Linked DNA regions of Pan troglodytes: region 1 is linked to region 2. The links are chromatin contacts, called in public HiChIP or PLAC-seq maps. All regions are on one chromosome and are shown on one strand. Each heading gives the region's core, a stretch centred on a gene start, on an enhancer-like site or on the middle of the called end of the contact. The rest is flanking DNA. Distances are from core to core; before and after follow the strand shown. Region 1 holds the start of HARBI1 (harbinger transposase derived 1). Region 2 holds the start of CHRM4 (cholinergic receptor muscarinic 4).

Region 1 (6,224 bases), core at 3,382-5,881, 230 kb after region 2:
CAAAAATAATTTTTTTTTTTTTTTTGAGACAGAGTTTCGTTCTTGTTGCCCAGGCTGGAGTGCAATGGTGCAATCTCGACTCACTGCAACCTCTGCCTCCCGGGTTCAAGCGATTCGCCTGCCTCAGCCTCCCAAGTAGCTGAGATTATAGGTGCCTGCCACCACGCCCAGCTGATTTTTTGTATTTTTAGTAGATAAGGGGTTTCACCACGTTGGCCAGGCTGGTCTTGAACTCCTGACATCAGGTGATCCGCTTGCCTTGGCCTCCAAAAGTGCTGGGATTATAGGCATGAGCCACTACACCCGGATTTTTTTTTTTTTTTTTTTTGAGATGGAGTCTTGCTCCATCGCCCAGGCTGGAGTGCAGTGGTGTGATCTCAGCTCACTGCAACCTCTGCCTCCCAGGCTCAAGCAATTCTCCTGCCTCAGCTTCCCAAGTAGATGGGACTACAGGCATGCGCCACCATGTCCAGCTAAATTTTGTGTTTTTAGTAGAGAAGGGGTTTGACCATGTCGGCCAGGCTGGTTTTGAACTCCAACTCTTGACCTCTGGTGATCCACCGCCTTGGTCTCCTGAAGTGCTGAGATTATAGGCGTGAGCCACCACAACTGGCCACATTTGAATATCTATACAATACTTCATAGGTAACTTTCATATATATTACCTAATCCTCACAATAGATATTACTGTGGTTGGTGTTAGATTAATCATTTTACAGATGATTAGCAGAGCCAGATAAAAATTAAGGCTCAATTGTATGGATGTACAATACTTAAACAATTCTGGACAGTCCTGATAAGTATGTTGGCTTTTTTTTTTTTTTTTTTTTTTGAGACAGAGTCTCCCTCTGTTGCCCAGGCTGGAGTGCAGTGGCACGATCTTGGCTCACTGCAACCTCCACCTCCCAGGTTCAATCGATTCTCCTACCTCAGCCTCCCAAGTAGCTGGGATTATAGGCGCGCACCACCACGCCCTGATAATTTTTGTATTTTCAGTAGAGGAGGGGTTTCACTATGTTGGACAGGCTGGTCTTGAACGCCCGACCTCAGGTGATACACCCTCCATGGCCTCCCACAGTGCTGGGATTATAGTCGTGAGCTACCGCACCCAGCAGTATTTTGGCTTTATTTCAGGGGATTGTTTCATTTATTTGTTTGCTTATTTATATTATTATTACTTTTCTGAGAGACATTGTCTCGCTTTGTTGCCCAGGCTAATCTCGAGCTCCTGGATTCAAGTGACCCTCTCACCTTGACTTCCCAAAGTGCTGGGATTACGGGCAGGAGCCACCACACCCAGAGAGGATTGTTTTTATAAGGTTGTTTTTGTTGCTGCAGCTATTGTTTGCAATAAAAATTCTTGTATGCAATTTTGTTTTGCATATGTATAAATATATACCTGTAAGATAAATTCTTAGGAGTAGAAGAGCTGGGTGAAATAACATAAAATACATTTATTAATATATATATATATTTTGGCTGGGCATGGTGGCTCACGCCTGTAATCCCAGCACTTTGGGAGGCTGAGATGGGCAGATCACCTGAGGTTGGGAGTTCGAGAGCAGCCTGACCAACATGGTGAAACCCCGTCTCTACTAAAAATACTAAACTAGCTGGGCATAGTGGCGCATGCCTATAATCCCAGCTACTCAGGAGGCTGAGGCAGAATTGCTTGAACCTGGGAGGCGGAGGTTGCAGTGAGCCAAGATCGCGCCATTGCACTCCAGCCTGGGCAACAAGAGCAAAACTCTGTCTCAATAATAATAATAATAATAATAATAATTTTTTTTTACGTTGGTGTGGTGGCTTACAGCCATATTCCCAGAGCTTTGGGAGGCTCAGATGGGAGGATAGCTTGAGGCCAGGAGCTCAAGACTAGTCTGGTCAACATAGTGAGACTCTGCCTCTACACAAAATAAAAAAAATAAAAATAAAATAAGAAAAAAAAAGTTTAATTGTTTTGGAGACAGGGTCTTGCTATCTTGCTCAGGCTGGTCTCAAGGTCCAGGCTCAAGTGATCCTCTTGCCTTAGCCTCCCAGATAGTTGGAATTACAATTACCAGTTGTACTAGTACGTGCCACTGTGCTGGCTCTAACAGTATGCTTTAAAGTTTTAATAATGTCTATTAAATGTTGATTTTTTAAAAATTAAGGCTAAGAAAATTCTCACCTGAGGTCTCATAAAAAACTGGCAGGACTGAGACTCAGCTCTACAGACTGCCATATCTCATTCTACTCCACTACATAATTTTTCTTTTTCTTTTTTTTGAGATGGAGTTTTGCTCTTGTTGCCCAGGCTAGAGTGCACTGGCGCGATCTTGGCTAACCGCAACCTCCGCCTCCCGGGTTCAAGCGATTCTCCTGCCTCAGCCTCCCGAGTAGCTGGGATTGCAGGCATGCGCTACTACGCCCAGCTAATTTTGTATTTTTAGTACAGACGGGGTTTCTCCATGTTGGTCAGGCTGGTCTTGAACCCCCAACCTCAGGTGATCTGCCTGCCTCGGCCTCCCAAAGTGCTAGGATAACAGGCATGAGCTACACGTGCGGTCCCTTTTCTTTTTTTTTTTTTTTTTTGTTTTTGAGATGGAGTTTTTGCTCTGTTGCCCAGGTGGGGGTGCAATGGCGCCATCTCGGCTCACTGCAACCTCTGCCTTCTGGGTTCAAGCGATTGTCCTGCCTCAGCCTCCCGAGTAGCTGGAACTACAGGTGCCTGCCACCATGCCCAATTTTTGTATTTTTAGTAGAGACAAGATTTCACCATGTTGGCCAGGCTGGTCTCCAGCTCTTGACCTCAGGTGATCCACCGCCTCAGCCTCCCAAAGTGCTGGGGTTGTGTGAGCCACCGCCCCCGGCCTACATAACTTTTCTATGCCTCCAAACAAAATGAAAATTCACACTTGCAAACTTACCCAGAAGCCAGCTATCTTTGTGCATACCCGCTTCAAACTGACTACTGAGGGAAGACTGCTGCAGCACAGCACAGTCCTGTAGGCTGCCGGGCCAGTTTGTCTCCACGGTCATTAGTGTCCCTCTAATGTCACACACCATCAGGCAGTTTAAAGAATGCAGGCCTTTTCGGTTCACATAGGAGAGGTCTTCAGCATTTGGTGCCTTGATGGCCACATGGATACAGTCAACGACCCCCATCACCCCTGGCATCCCTGCCAACCCATAGAATTCATCCTTCAGAGCCTGAATGGAGGCTTCATCAGCTGGAAAGCGAATGAACTGTGAGGCCCTTTCCACAAGTGCTTCAGTGACATTGGCAACACAACGACTCATAGACGCCTGACTGATTCCAATGGCATCTCCCATCCGAGTCTGGAAGGAACCTGAGGTATAAAAACCCAATGCTGCAAGGACCTGTGTCTCTGGGCTAATAGCCCTGGATCGCTGAGTAGGCCTAGAAAGATTCGCCCCCAAGAGCTCCACCAAGTAATAAATGAACTGCCGTGGAAACCCATACATGGACATCAAGTATTCATCAGTCACATCATCCAGCTTAAAACGGTCCAATGTCCGGTGACCACGGCCATATAGCAGGAGGTCACAGTCAAGCACTGTTATTGGTATAGCCATGGTAAATGTGAATGTTGGCTCTCCTCTTTGCTTTTTCTGAACTGTTCCCAATGAAGATGTTGGTGCAAGAACGTATTTTTAAGAAAGTATCAGAATCCAACAGCTAACCACAGTTAAATGGCTCTGCCATTTATAATCTTCTCTCTGTAAATGTTAAAAGAAAAAACATTAGGAACCTACCAAAGACTTTAAAGTGACTCAAAGGCTGGAGCAGCTCCTTTTCTACAAATTTCCATTTTGTTGAGGCAAAACGTACTGTACTTACAACTCCGGATTTTTCTCCACTAACTCATGGCTGCACGACAGGCTTGCTCTGATTCAAGGATAATGGGAATTCAATCTTTGTGGCTCATTTAATGCTTGGCATTTCAATTGAGAACACCAAAAGAATAATGGAGGTGATGACATAATTATTCACAAGGTAAAAGAGGTCGGCTTCTAACTATATAGGCCAAGAAGCAGCTGACATATGTCATAACCACCTTGGGTAAGAATTGGTCACGGGTTTCATTATCCAAAGACTTCTGGTTTCACCTGACAAATACAGGACAGATGCTGGGGTGTTCAAACCAGTCTAACAAGAAAAGAAGGGGCAAAAAAACAAACAAACAAACAAACAAAAAAAACAACCAAAGTCCACAACCCAGCCTTATGGACGTACACTGTGTGCTGTAACAAAAGGCTTTTCCCTCACTCCAAGAACTCCAAATCGTGAACCTGAGGGCCAGGAAGTAGGGAAGACCAGACACATTGGAAGTCGGGAGCGAAAAAGAGGCTGGCCGAACCAGGTTTGGGAAGCGACTCTGCCACTTTTAAAGGGCACCCTAAAAACGGATGTCAAAGTCTGATTGCGCCGGCCACTCAGTTAGCCCAGGCCCGTCACCCACCTCTCCGCGGCTGCCAGGTTACCAGCCACACTTCCCACCCACCCAGCCGGGTTGGGCCCTCCTCCGGAACCGGCGACTGCACAGAGGCCGCCACGGCGCGCAACAGCGGCACCGCCCCTTCCGCGTCAGCGCCCGCCCCGCGCCGCGTCCTCACTGCCGCTGCCGCGGCTACCTGCGGTTCATCTCCGCACATTCCACACGCGGCCCAAACGGCGCTCTCTCTCTCTCTCTCTCAAACACCGCCTTTCCGTCTTTGTTTTATCTTGAGTAGCTTAGAAAGATTGGAGAAGAAAGCTTACGTGGAATGAAAATCAACTTTTATGGAGATTTTGAGGACTAAAAGAATAAATAGGGCGTCCGTACTGTAGCGAAAGTGCGACTAAGGTTAGGCATCTGGATTTCCCCCGTAGCCCTCTTCCACCCCCCCGGCCATTACCGAAGCGGATGAAAACAAACACTAACGATGGCGGCGCCGGGAAGCGACAGGCTGCTGGGCTTAAGGCGGGAGTGACCGCTTAACCAGTGAGGGAAGCACTGAAGAGCGCCAGTCGACGTGGGTGCGACAACTCGCGGAGTCTTAGGAGCAAAACGTCTGGGGCCTGCGAGCCAGGACCCTTCTGAAGCCTTAGGTGTCTGTCGGCGACGTGTACGGTCACTGCAGCTCCGGAGCGCGGAACCCTCAGCCAGGAGGCGCGGCTGGTCGGTCCCAGGTCCCGGCCTCCGTAATGAGAGCCCGGAACCACTCTTTGTGCCGCAGCTTCACAGGTACTAACTTTTGCGGGGGATACCCCAAGATCTCTCAGCGCCCCCGGGTGGGAGGCTGTGGATCTGCGGCCCCTTGGCTGCTTCTTCGTGGAAGTCGAAGGGATTAGCCACGGTTCAGTCTCCTGGGCCCCTGAGTTTTCTATGGGAAGTTGAGTTGGTCTAGGCCCCGTTGGCCCCTGCTTGTTTGGCAGAGAATCCCCTCCACCCCAGAGCTTTCCTCTCCACTTTTTCAGCTCTTTGGGTTAGGTCGTCAGGCGTTTTGGAGGTAATTTGGGGGGCCATAACTCCGGGGTTGGGTGCCAATATGAGTGAGGTAGGTTTTCATTCAATCAAGATTTGCTGAGTGCCAAATATGTACTCCGCGTGTAGGTGAGGGTGACTGTTGACTAGTGAAAAAAGGGACCCATGGTTCACGACTGTCTTCTTACTGGCAGTGGAACGACCTGTGGAAACCTGTGATCCATTCTCATTAAATAAATCTCTGGGTAAGTGGCTAAGCACCTTCTTGAGCTCATCACTAATTCTTCCCAGTTTTCACTTTTCCAGTGAGTTCCCAGTTAGCCTGGTCAATTCAGCGTAGCATTTCACTTTTGGTATTTCTTCGTTCTCTGGCCACCCCGCAGCAAAAAAGAAAAAAGAGATTTTTTTAAATTACCTATTTTCTCATTACACTTAGTTTAAAACTCATCTCCTAAGGTGATAGAATTTATTGGACACCTTTAGTGGGAGATGTATTATAATAAGAAACAACAAGCTCTTCCTTTACACTAAATTAACTTCCAGATTTTGTGTGTTGTTTTATGACTGTTAGTCCTTTTCATGTGTGCATGTAGTGGCTCCAGCTCAATTATGAGGTTTTTTTGTTGTTGTTTTCAACTCTCCATTTTTCAGCTCAGGAGAAGTCTTTTAGTTTTTTAGATTTAAAAATTTTTATTATTATTATTAGAGATAGGGTATTGCTGTGTCACCCAAGCTGGAGTACAGTGGCGCCTT
Region 2 (6,006 bases), core at 3,240-5,739:
TGTCTATTTATTTATCTATTTATTTGAAGAGACAGGGTCTTGGTATGTTGTCCAGGCTGGTCTAGAACTCTTGAGCTCAAGCCATCCTCTCACCTCCTGAGTAGCTGGGACTCCAGGCGCCATCATGCCTGGCAACACTTTTTGTAGTGTTAACTCATTTCATCCTCATAACAAACCTATGAGGTAGATACCATTTTTTCTCTACTACTTACAGATGGGGAAACTGAGGCACGGAGCTGTTAAAAGCCTGACCAAGGTTTCACGGCTTCTTGCACTACGTTGCTGGTGGGAATAAGTGCGGGGTGAGGTGGTGAGAGGAAGGCAGTCCCGTAACTTAAGAGCTCTGGCTGAAGGAGGCCAAAGAGCTCCAGGAGCCAGAAGGCTTTGCAGGAGACCAGAGGCGGTGCATGGAGCTGGGCACCCCAGAGAGGAGGAGAGTCCCTGCAGAAGGGGCTTCAGGAGGTACCTGCAACTGTCACATCCCCTTCAAGGAGTCCTCAGCTCCAGCCACAGGGCATGCAGCTGGGAGGGAGGCAGTGCAGGGGTCACTAGGTTGTCAGAGAACCCTGAGGCCCAACTGGGGACCCATGAGGTGAAAGGATTGTCCCAGAGGGAAGAGAAGGCTGCCAGGGCCGCCTCTCCCCTCCACAGTCCACTCCGCACACCGGGCGGCGCCCTAGCTGGAGTCCCCACCACAGGCCCTTCCCTGAGCCTGCCCTCCCTCCCACCAGGCTCCTCTTAGCTCTCCTCCCCCTCTTCCTCTTCCCTCCATGTGAGGGAGGCCCACGCCAGCTCTGAGTGCCAGGGCAGCCGCTCAGCCCAGCCTCCTTCACACCCGCCAACACACACACCGCTCCACAGACGCACGCGGGCCCATCACAGCCACGCCAGCCCAGCAGGCATGGTCGGATACGCAGTTCTGTGCGTCTGTGTGTGAGAGGAAGAGAGGGCGCGGCAGCCGGCTGTGGAGGAAGGAGCACTAACCCGCAGCCTGGGCTCTGGCTCTGTGGCCTGAGACGATCCACTGCCCCTTCCTGCACCTCTTTCTCATTTGCAGAATAGAGAGGATCCTGTCCTGGGAGATCCTCCCCAGCAGCTATAGGGATTGGCACCTAAATTTGATCTCTATACATAAACACAAAAATGTACTGCAGACTGGGGCCAAGGGCCAGGGTAACCGCCCCAAGTCTGACCCCAGCCCTTCTATTCCACCGTCGCAGATACAGACCCAGCCTCCTAGCCTGATAGTTCAAGTTCTCCTGTTCTAAATCCTTGGTTCGTAGGAGGAGAGGCTGAGAGCAAGTGTTGTCACCCCCAAGGTCACACAACGAGTCAAGGGCAAAGACCACATTACTGCCCTCTCTTGGGGTCCCTGACAACCCCATTTGGCTCTGAGAGCCTCTGAAATAGAAGCTCAGGTGTCACTCTCTGAGCTGTCCCCTCCAGCACCAGGAGGCTGCCCTCCCCCAATCACTCAGGTGGAGGAGGGGACAGGGCAGGCAGGAGTAATCAGTCAGCCAGCCCCAAGGAAACTCACTTCAGCCTCCCAAGGCAGGATACAGGGCAGCAGGATGATAACAAACGGGGCTAGAAGTGCAGAATGTGAAAACATAATAGCTCTTGTTTATTGAGTGTTAACTGCGCGTCAGGAACCCCTCTGAGCTTTTAATATAGATTATCTGGTTTAATCCTTACAACAGCCTGAAAAGGCAGGTATTATTAGTGTCCTCATCTTACAGATGTAAATATCGTCTTATAGATGAGGATAATGTTAATCAACTGGCCCAAAGTCACCAGGTTAGGAAGTACGGGTGGGGGCAGGAGAAGAACCCGGGAAGCTCCTTCTTAAAGTCCAAGGTGCTACTGCTCAGAGTTGACCTCCTGCCTCTGCTCCCCTCGACCCGAAAACCACACAACTGAGGGACTGTCCAGGTGAGGCTTGGGTAGGGTCCCCTCACATTCCTGCTGGCTTCTCGACTTAGCTTTCCCAGAAGACAAGCGATGTCTTGTCTTCACCCAGATCCTGGCGGCTGGGCTGAGCCGGGACCACTGGATGGCCGGTGATTAAGTCCTGCTCTTGGCCCGCGTGAGGGAGCTGCCAGGTGCTGACAGGGCGAGGCTCAGGGTCTCCCCGACTCCGCCCCGCCCCAGCTGTCGTCGTTTTGGACACCTCGGGGTCACCCGCAGACATTCCGACCCCCTCTGGCGCCTTTCCCTGGAATCCAGATACGCCTGGCATCTGGGGAGCGAGCTGCCGCCGCCGGGGCTGTGCGCACCGCTAGATGGCAATGTCGGTCCCTGGTGCCCGCTCCGGACCTAGACCGTGCGGCCGCCGTTGGCCACCGCCCCCAACTCCAACGCGACTGCGAACCCAGAGGAGCCCTCAGGCACAGCCTCCCGGGGAAGTGACGCGGGGTCCCCTCGCCAGGCCCCGTCGGACGCCGCCCCAGAGCTGCCCTCGGCTCCGCGCGGGGTTCTCGGGTGGGAAAGTTGAGGGAGCCCGGATTCCACCCGGCACCCTGCGAGGAACGTGTGGGCGGGAGCGCGAGTGCGAGTTCTGTTTGTGTGTGCCTACGGGGGAGCGCGAGTAGACGCTAGTAGCTGTATGCATGTGCGTGTGTGTGCGCACGGCCACGCCTGGATACCAGTCCGCCCGTGAGAGCGCGTGAGCATGCCGCGCCGTGTGGACACGTGCATGTGCATGCGTGTGCGTGCCTAGGGTGCTGTGGCCGGGAGGATGCACACGGTTCGGGTGCCTCTACACCTGTGGACTTGCATGCACAAGCAAATGCAGGGCCGAGAGTGGGTGACCGGTCACATTCCAAACGCCCCTGCCGGAGACTCAGCCAGACCTTAGCTGTCCGCCTGAGCGCGGAGAGGGTCGGGCCAGGAGCCTGCATCGGGATTGCACCTGGCCTGTGGGTGAAGGGTTGTGCGGGCGAGGAGGCCAGACTACTAGGGGCTGCCTGCGACGGGCCACCTAACTTTGGGACGCCGTCTTAGCCCAGTGCCCAGAGGTGTCCAAGTCCTTAAAGATGTGGCAGAGTCCTAGCCTCTGACTGACATCTGTCGAGGGGCCTCTGCGAGAGTCGCCCAACCTGGCCTTGAGGGACACCAGGCACGCTCAGCTCTAATAACTCCCCTAAGAGGCGTTATTGCCAAAAGCCGCCCATTCTCGCGGCGAGAGGGCACCCGCAGTGCACCCACAAGGCGGAGGCCCGGACGGAGCTCGGGTCAGGCGAGTGCAAGACTCTTGTCCTCCTTCTCTCCTCACCCTGCACCCTACCCCAGAGGCACTGTCTAGCCCCTGTGACCAAAGTGGGGACCCAGTTTCTCACGCTAGGGTCGGGCGGGCCTCGAGGGCCGTGTTTTCCTAGGCCATCTGGAGGCTCCTCCATGTCTCCGCCGTGGTCGAAGGAGCCCTGGCTCTCGGGTGCCCCGCCCTCCCTCCAAGCCCCTAGCACGCAGTTCCTGCAGCCTCTGGGCGTGGGCACTGTGTTTCCCGAGTCCTCGACACCCCTCTTCCCAGGGCGAGACCGGAGGGGGTGCTCCGCACGCCCGTGGGGTGGTTTGGGGTGTAGGTCTTCGGTTCTTGGGCATTCACTCCATGGCTCTGGGAAGGCTGTGGCCCCTGGATCTGTCCCTGGGGCGGGAGAGGAGACTCCAGAGTCCAAGGGAGGGAGAGGCGAAGATTTGGCACCGACATTGTGCCCAACACTTCCGTTGCGGGGCCGGAGGAGGGGGCCTGGAGCTGGAGGACCCCGGCTTGGAGGCTGGGCAGCAAAGGGGGGTAGTACCGGAGCGGGGGAGGGGTGTCGGGGAGGGCAGGGGTGTTTTCCGTCGGGGCTCAAGGTCGTAGATGGAGGACTCCAGGGGCAGGAGTGGGCTGGCAGCGCGGGGGCAAAGGGGTGGAGGGAGAGGGAGGGCGGGGAGACGGCGGGAAAAGGGCTCTTTGGGGCTTCAGCGCCCGGCGCCCTGCTGAGCCGCCAGTGGGAGGGCTGGAGTACCGGGTCCCACCCCCGACGGCTGCCCCTGGCTCCGTGGGGTCTGTGGGCGGGCAATCCCCCGCCCCCGACATCCTGGATGCCCACCCCTTCCCACGGGCGCACCCGGGCGCACCTGGAGAAGCCTCCGAGAGCCCCCGGCCTTGCTTCCAGCGGGGTCCCCCAGCCCCGGCCCACTGCCGCTCCCGGCCCGCGCTCGCCCCGGAGGGGGTCTGGCGCCCTGTCCCAGTCGAACCCACCTCTGGGGAGCGTCAGAGCGTCCCGGGGACCTGCTTCCTGCTCTTCCCGGCGAGCCCCCCGCCCCCGCGCCGCCGCGGAGCCACTTACCCGCCGCCTCTGCCCAGCTCCCCTCGCGCCAGACAGACGGCGGGACGGACGCGCGGCCCCGCGGGCCGGCGGGGCGGGCGGCCGGGCCGAGGGCCGGGGGCGGGGACGGGGTGTCGAGGGGCGGCCCCTGCTCCGCCCGCAGCTCCCGGCGCTGTGGCTCCGACTCGCGCTCACGCTCGCACTTTTCCCCGAGCCGCGTGATGTCACGAGGAAGCAGCCAATCGTGGCGGGGCCGCGCCGCCCGCCCCGGGCCGGTCACCCGGCGGCGACGCGCGGGGGTCAACACCCGAGGCGTCGGAGACCCCGGCGGTCCGCGCCCCTCTCGGGGGCTGGCCGGCAGCTCCCCGCTTGGGCACAGAGGGCGCCGCCCACGGCCAGCGACGCAGGGGAGCAGGGGGCGCTGCCCTCCGGGGGGTGGGGGTGTCCGCGTTGTCATGGGGACGCGGCGCCCCCTCGCGGGCTGGGGAAGGAGCTGGCAGCCGGGTCCGGCCGCGCTCCCGCCTCCGCCCTGACCATACTCCCGGGACCCTGAGCTATTTTCGCGCCTCTCCGGGACCTCAGCGCCCTGCGTGGCCCCGCTGGCGGTTTGGCCGCGAGGCGCGGGAGTCTGACCCCAGCGGGAGGCTGCGGGTGGGTGGGGCGGGCTGCGCCGCCAGGGATCCGTCGCGGTCGAGGGCCGGGAGCTCCAGCCGCGCCGCTGCGTGCCGGCCGGGCCGCCCGCGAGGAGGGGCGCCGTCGGGGCCTGGGGAAGCGCAGGAGCGGGTGGACTGGAGAGGTTCGGCCGGGGAGAGAAGAGCCCACCGCGGACCACTCGCCCGCACCCGCTCGGCTCCCTGCTCAGCGTTCCGGGCCGGGGAAGGGGCGCGCCCCTGCTCTCCCAGCCCTGGGATGGGACGCGCCGCCAGTCCAGGCGCAGCCTGGACCGCCAGTTCACCGCCGCCTGTGAGGGACAGTCGGTTGCCCAAGGTCGCCGGGGCCGGAGCCCGGGACAAGATCCCGGAGAGCGGGCAGCCAATCTCAGAGGTCGCTGGGAACCGCACGGGCCGTAGCCTCAGGACTCCGGGCCTCGCCCAGGCTGGGCGGACCTTGGGGCGGCTTCAGCACCTCGGAGAGCTCCCCGCGCCCTGGCCCAGCAGCCTCGCCTGCCTGATACCGCTCCAGCGCTTGTCTCCCTCCGAGAGCGCCCTTCCGGGGAACCGCCGGGGTCGGACGCTCCCCACTGCGCCCAGGACCGAGGCCTGTAACCCCAAATTCTGATCGCAAACATTTGATTAAGCTTAAGACGTCTGATTTCTTCTCTCGGGGAAACAACTCAAGACCCTCCTCCGAGGGCCGGAGGTGGTGAGGGCGATTGCGGGGGCGGCGGTGGAGAGGCAGGAGCCTCTTGGCAGAGAATGGGAGGGAACTCGAGTAGAAGCCAGCGCTGCGGGGCTCTTGGTGTGGGGTTCTCCGCGCGGAACCCGGAAGTGGAGGTCGGGTCCCCAGAGCTCGCGAGCGCGACGGCAGGGGTTGGTCGGAATTGGGAACTTCAGGGCTGGGGTTGGTTGGCTAGAGTAGGAAGCCATCTTCTGTTGTTACATGAATGATCGGGTCTCCCAAGACCTCATAACTGGGGGTGAAAGAAGCACTACTGTTCTTGCCCCACTTCACAAATAAGGAAAGTTGGTTCATAAGA

The links. HiChIP or PLAC-seq counts read pairs in DNA pulled down with a chosen protein or histone mark.
Region 1: an H3K4me3 HiChIP or PLAC-seq map of stem cell-derived excitatory neurons shows a contact between it and region 2, with 6 times the contacts expected there. The contact joins the promoter of HARBI1 here to the promoter of CHRM4 in region 2. A contact is called at or near these places in 1 of 7 Hi-C or Micro-C datasets (stem cell-derived neural progenitor cells) and 1 of 1 datasets of contacts at active chromatin or transcription factors (stem cell-derived excitatory neurons).

What each region holds. Positions count from the first base shown.
Region 1 is chr9:50,628,753-50,634,976 of NHGRI_mPanTro3-v2.0_pri, forward strand. It overlaps HARBI1 (harbinger transposase derived 1), which reads right to left and starts at 4,632. Exons shown (of 3, transcript XM_521904.9): 1 at 4,467-4,632; 2 at 2,910-3,723. The coding sequence starts at 3,579. ATG13 (autophagy related 13) reads left to right here and starts at 4,919. Exons shown (of 17, transcript NM_001098543.1): 1 at 4,919-5,231.
Region 2 is chr9:50,396,880-50,402,885 of NHGRI_mPanTro3-v2.0_pri, forward strand. CHRM4 (cholinergic receptor muscarinic 4) reads right to left here and starts at 4,490. Exons shown (of 2, transcript XM_016920770.3): 1 at 4,332-4,490.